Linked DNA regions of Anser cygnoides: region 2 is linked to region 1. Evidence: chromatin contacts called from public Hi-C data. All regions are on one chromosome and are shown on one strand. The core of a region is the stretch at or near the end of the contact, and the rest is flanking DNA. Distances in the headings are between cores, read along the strand shown. Region 1 overlaps LOC136791594 (a long non-coding RNA gene). Region 2 holds the start of SLC41A3 (solute carrier family 41 member 3).

Region 1 (2,700 bases), core at 139-2,638:
GCCACTTTCTCTTGTCATTACTTTTCATATCCAGAGTCCAATGTAACATCAATTACAAATATAGAAATCCAGCGATCAAGATACTTGTCAAGGAAAAATAGAAGAGTGAAGTGTTAAGCACCACCTCAAGTGGTTGTTACACTGCATATACAACATTATTTACTGCATTAAAAGATATGAAGAGCTTTGACCTACTCTTACACCTGCTCCTTCAGATTCAGTTGCAGGATTGTCTTAACTCTTCCTTGCATGCATGTGGAAGGTCACTGAAATCAGACCCGTGGAGGTATCAGTAAACTGCAATATTTTGCTCTTGCTGAAAGGTCACCCACATTGGCAGTTCCACAGTGGGCAAAACATAACAACTGTCATAGCGTGGCATATTCCTATCGTTTTTATGGTGATCCTAGTAAAAACACTCACAAGGCTTCTCCTGGTCATAGCTGTCATTGACAAGGATTTCCTCTTGCAACATAGTGCTGTTCAGTTAAATGATAATTCTGCTAAGGAACAGTGTCTATATAGCAGTAATACATGTGACTTGATCCTGCAGAAGGTCAGCATTTAAAAAGAAGTAAAAATGTCTCAGATGCTTTTGTGGTGATTTCACAATAGTGAGAAATGAAATTAGATTAGATGAGATTGGATTCGATTAGATTATTTTTTGTTCTGGACCATATGCCAGGGGATTTCTGAGCACTTGAAATCCCATCATGAAGCCATTCTGCCAAATGCAAAAGCTGGAGTAAAATTTCCTAGAGCTTTTATGTTGTTTTCTTCAACTCCCACGTGCAAATTGTGTTGATTCTTCCCCTTTCTCTCGTTCCTCTGAATTGGCTTAAAAGAATGTTTTGGGAAAGTCCTGCTAAACTCTGATCAGGCTCATTGTGATAGGGACTGCCTGTACATTACCTTCACAAAGACCTTGGGCTTCTCTGCTCTGCCATAATCCAACCAACATCACTGAAAACTCAGCAGACTCTTCCTGACTTTATGTCATGGCCAGCTGTTGAAGTGTCCCCATTAATACCAGAGATGCTTCATTAGTTTGCTGTGGGAATCAGATCCAATTAAACGCAGCACTTTCATGTTGCAGTCACCAGCCCACAGCTAGTGGGCTAGCAGAAGAGGTGAGCATTTCAGAGAGCAGCTGAAATGCTGAGCAAGGGGAACTGGATCCTCTCATCCAGCACAGAGCAGGTAAAGCCATGGTTGTCCAAGATGAGGAGGAATGCTTTGAAGCAGCAGTGTAGATCTGGGAGCTGTTTCACAGCAAATATCTTCGCTTCAGTGTTGCTCATTAATCAAGTATTTCCATTCCTAGTGGAACTCACTTCTTGGTTTTTAGCTTACAGATGTTGTTCAGAATGGTTCAGTTCTTCCCTTCCCCTGTACAATTGCTCAACGTGGTCACAATTTTGAGACAAACTACATTAGTCAAGGGCAGAACTTGGACTGCAGTGCCAGAATTTTGCATTTGCAACATTTCTGTAAGCAGATTTCTTTGTTTCAACCCTCAGGTCAGACATCTAGCTGATATATATAGAAATTACTTTCCATGGACCCAACTAAAATGAAGCTGAGTGTCCAGTGAGAGAATTATTGTTTGCAATTGATTGCACTCAGAGTTGCAACACAGGGGAGAGTGATTTTTTTTTTTTTTTTTTTTTTTTTTTTTGCTTTTTTGCTCTTTTTTCCCCTTGTCGTCTTTGGAAATTTCACAACCTTCAGTTAGCCAGACTGAGTCTGAGATGAGGATCTTGCAACACTCTTTTATCAATGCCACTGAAAAACAAATCCATATAGCGTCATAACTTTCATTGATCCACCAGGTTGGATCCAAGCTGATAGCAGCTCTGATGAGATCTCAGGAAAATGAGAGCCAGGCTTGTTGATTCAAACCGGCTGGAATTGCAGCCTGGCAGCCCACTGGTCAGCAAACAGACTGCACCCAACAGAGTTTGTCAGTGCAAACTCTGACATAGCAGTCAGTCAGGTTATCTTCTGGGATAGGGCTTCTCTGGTCCAGGACTTTCTCTTCACAGTCTCACCTCTGTGAGTAACCAAGAGCCCAGTGGTGAGACAACTTGATTGATAAAAGGGACTTGAACTCAGGGAACAATTACCTGCTGTTGTTTCATGGGCAAAGGAACACATTCAAAAGTGCAACATACAACAGCATACTATGACATACATTTAAAATAAACACAAATATATCTCACGCTGAGCCTCATGGAGCCACGAAACTGATTGCTGCAGGACATTATGTAGGCCAAAGGCATGAGTGTGTTCAAACAGAGGATCAGCCCATGGGTGATCTCTGGCATTAACCTGAAGTAACTTGTGGCTTAGAAGGTCCCTAATTTGCTGCTGGCTGTAGCTGGAAGTACAGGCTTTAGCCATACCCATTTCTTCTCTGCCTGCAAATAATCACCACTGACCACTATCAGCAAGAGGAACTAAGGCCCTGATCTCAGGCCGTATGGTGAATTTTAAGTTGCAGTCTAGACTTCAGCCAGTGAATCAGGATTTACTGAAATTCCTGAGCTTCCACATCAGGTGCTGTAGGTATTTACCATGCTACGGCTATGATTTTTCTTTTCAGAACATAGCAGCACATTCCAGATTTTACAGCCACCTGCGTGAATAACACCTAGTTAGTGTGCCTCATGAACAAAGACTGCAGACGGTACTGATTTT
Region 2 (2,700 bases), core at 61-2,560, 100 kb before region 1:
ACAGAGAACCTGCCATGACCCCAGCAGCATCCTCTGAGAAAAAATAAACATGCAAAATTGTTACCAGTCGCCCTTTTCCTCTCCTCTCCTCTGGTCTCACTTCTTCACATCACCATTCCTCATCCTGCCTGCCTGGATCGTTCCCCATCGCCTCCCGCCAGCACCCACCGAGGTTAACGCTGCCTGCCCGCTGTTCACCATTCGCAGGACCAAACCCCGCTGCCCAAACCCCGGCCCCGACCCATCCCCTTCCTCACCCAACATCTGGGCAGCGGAAGGAAACCGCTGGGAGGCCCCAGCCGCAGCTGGGCGGCGGAGGAGGGAAGAAGGAAGGATGGACAACCCTAAAACCACGCTCTACAGGAGGAGGAAACCCCTGTGTGTGTGTGTGCGTCCCCGTCTCCTTCCCGTCGCTTACCGGCTCCTCGCCCTGCCCGGGGCTCTGCCCTCAGAGGGCCGCGGGAGGCGCCCGCCACGGCTGGGCCGAGCCCGCCCTGCGCGGCGGCCGCGGGTTCGAGTCCGGCCCCCGGCGGCTCGGAGGCGGCGCGGCGCCCTGAGTGGCAGCCGCCGGGCCTGCCCCGGCGCCGTGCGTGAGGCGGGCGGGGGGGCCGCGCTGCTCCAACCCCCGGGCTGTGTTGTTGGTGCCTGTCATACGGCCCTGCCTGGCCCACGGAAGGCAGAAGGGGACGGGGCTTGAGGGGAAGGGGGTCGGAGGGCTCCCGGAGCCCCCTCGGGACGTGAGCCCCGCAGGGAAGCGCTCCCCAGGTGGAGCTGCTGCCCCCCGAGCCTGCAGGCTGCCTGAACCCCCGGCTGATCTTATCAGCAAGGGTGAAAACGCCTGAACACAGGAGAAAGAAACCTGAGGCTGCAATTGGGAGTTGAGGAAAGACTTTTCCTCTATTTTCAGTTTTTTCCTGCCCCCCCCCCCCCCCCCCCCAGTTTGGCATTACAACATCTCTCACTTCAAGCTTCTTGTGCAAACGCCTCCACTGCAATCAACAGCGAGACTCCTAGAGACTTGATTTCATCCCCCTCCCCTACTGAACCAACGTTAGAAATGTGATTGCAGCATCCATCACGTCTGAGCACATAAATCCCATTACGCACTGAAGTAACCGTACTCATGCACGGCTCCTGAATCATGCAGCTCAAATTTCCAGAACAATCAAGGATATTAAATCATACCTCAGTACCAGAGCAATGTTATATCCTGCTGAAGTCTCTCAGGTGTCACGCTACGCTAAAGGGCTCCTACTGACAAAATGGTGCCTTTGGGCCTGCAAGCTCTGGGCTCAAAGCAGGGTACACTGAAGGGAGCTGAAGGTTTTTGTAAGTGACAGTAACGAAACGCTGCAGCTGCTGCGTGTTGAGGGTGCGCATTAACTGTTGAATGTCACTGCTGTAACAGCAAGGCTTAAATTTCAGCTCACTTGGTGTAATTTTATGTCATCCCTTTGCAACCAGTGCTTCCCTGAGAATGGCCAGAAGACAGCGTTTTCCTATGGGAAATAAGAAGGGAAGGGACATCTATCAAAAACCTGCGACCTTGCCAAGACGTTTTTAGACCTGTTAAAAATGTATTCTGCTATCACTTTACCCCTGAGCTTCAAAGAAAAATATCTACAGAGCAAGCAGAAATCCCCCTGGGGAAACTGATTGACAAGGGCATTTTGGTAACGGCTCCAGCTGCGGGATCTCCCACCTGGATCCAACCACCAGCTAGCACAGGGACTCCCAGCACCCTGCCACACCTCATCCTATATACAAAAAGGGATGTAACTGTTTGGCACATGCACCGTGTCCTCGTGTACCAACCTCAAATCTCCAGTGCATCACCACTGGGTACGTATTTGAGAAGGCTGTCTTTCAGCAGCAGCACAGAACTGCATTTCTTGGAAGCGCAGCGGCAGTGTTTAGATACACCCTGGCTTTGACGCAAGGGAACGGCTGCTGGACCTTGACTGCAAACAGAGCTCCTGTGACCTAGGAGCCCCTGAGCTCCCAGATAGGAACAGTTCAGCTGCTCACTGCAGCCTGGGAAGTGCTCGGTGGCATGAAGCTGAGCAGCTTCACGCTAAAATGATTTTCTTCTTCACTCAGCTGCAATTCACGTGTGCTACTTCTCTCTGCTCTCACAGAGGTACAAGTGATATCAGCAGTGTCAAAGGCGTTAGGGGACTCATTGCACTTGTTCTGATTTCTCCATAGTGCTTACAAAGACTTTTCTGCAATAAGAAGATAAGTTTCCTTCCTGTCTTCCATGTTGCTTTGCTCCTGGACTTTATTTCCAACAACTATTCCTTCAGCCAAGCAGAGGGGAATTTTACAGCTCTTTCCACTCTTTTGTCCAGACACGACATTTGTTTTTTACCCAGTTTCCTGTTATAAAATGGCATTTCTTTGATGACTAGGGACTACTGAAGACATTTCTCAACCATAAAGCTTGATTTATGACTTCAATGCAGTTAGCCCCAGCGACAGACTTAGTGTGACGGCCAGGCTGTGCAATGTCCCTTGTCACCACTGCATTAAAGCTGCTGGTGACTGCTCCATGGCACACTGGGCTGCAGTCCCATCATAGGACATGCTTCTGGACATCCAACAGCTGAGATGCATGAAGAAATGCTCAGCCTAACCTTTCTGCACTGTGAAACACTGTTAGCTATTATGGGTTAAAAGTATCATTTGGAGGTTGGTGTG

Evidence for each region. Hi-C and Micro-C count contacts between places; a contact is called where the count stands out from the background.
Region 2: a contact with region 1 is called in a Hi-C map of liver, with 2.3 times the contacts expected there. The contact joins the promoter of SLC41A3 here to the enhancer-like site in region 1. A contact is called at or near these places in 2 of 7 Hi-C or Micro-C datasets (both in liver).

What each region holds. Positions count from the first base shown.
Region 1 is chr10:12,945,534-12,948,233 of Taihu_goose_T2T_genome, reverse strand. The region is part of intron 2 of LOC136791594 (a long non-coding RNA gene); the gene reads right to left. Among named protein-coding and RNA genes, the nearest start is that of KLF15, 43 kb to the right of the region's middle. Within about 2 kb of position 1,388, at least 2 of the 3 cell types and tissues checked have open chromatin away from gene starts, as enhancers often do. A contact at or near this core is called in liver, where this site is marked.
Region 2 is chr10:13,046,100-13,048,799 of Taihu_goose_T2T_genome, reverse strand. SLC41A3 (solute carrier family 41 member 3) reads right to left here and starts at 1,310. Exons shown (of 11, transcript XM_067003004.1): 1 at 1,186-1,310.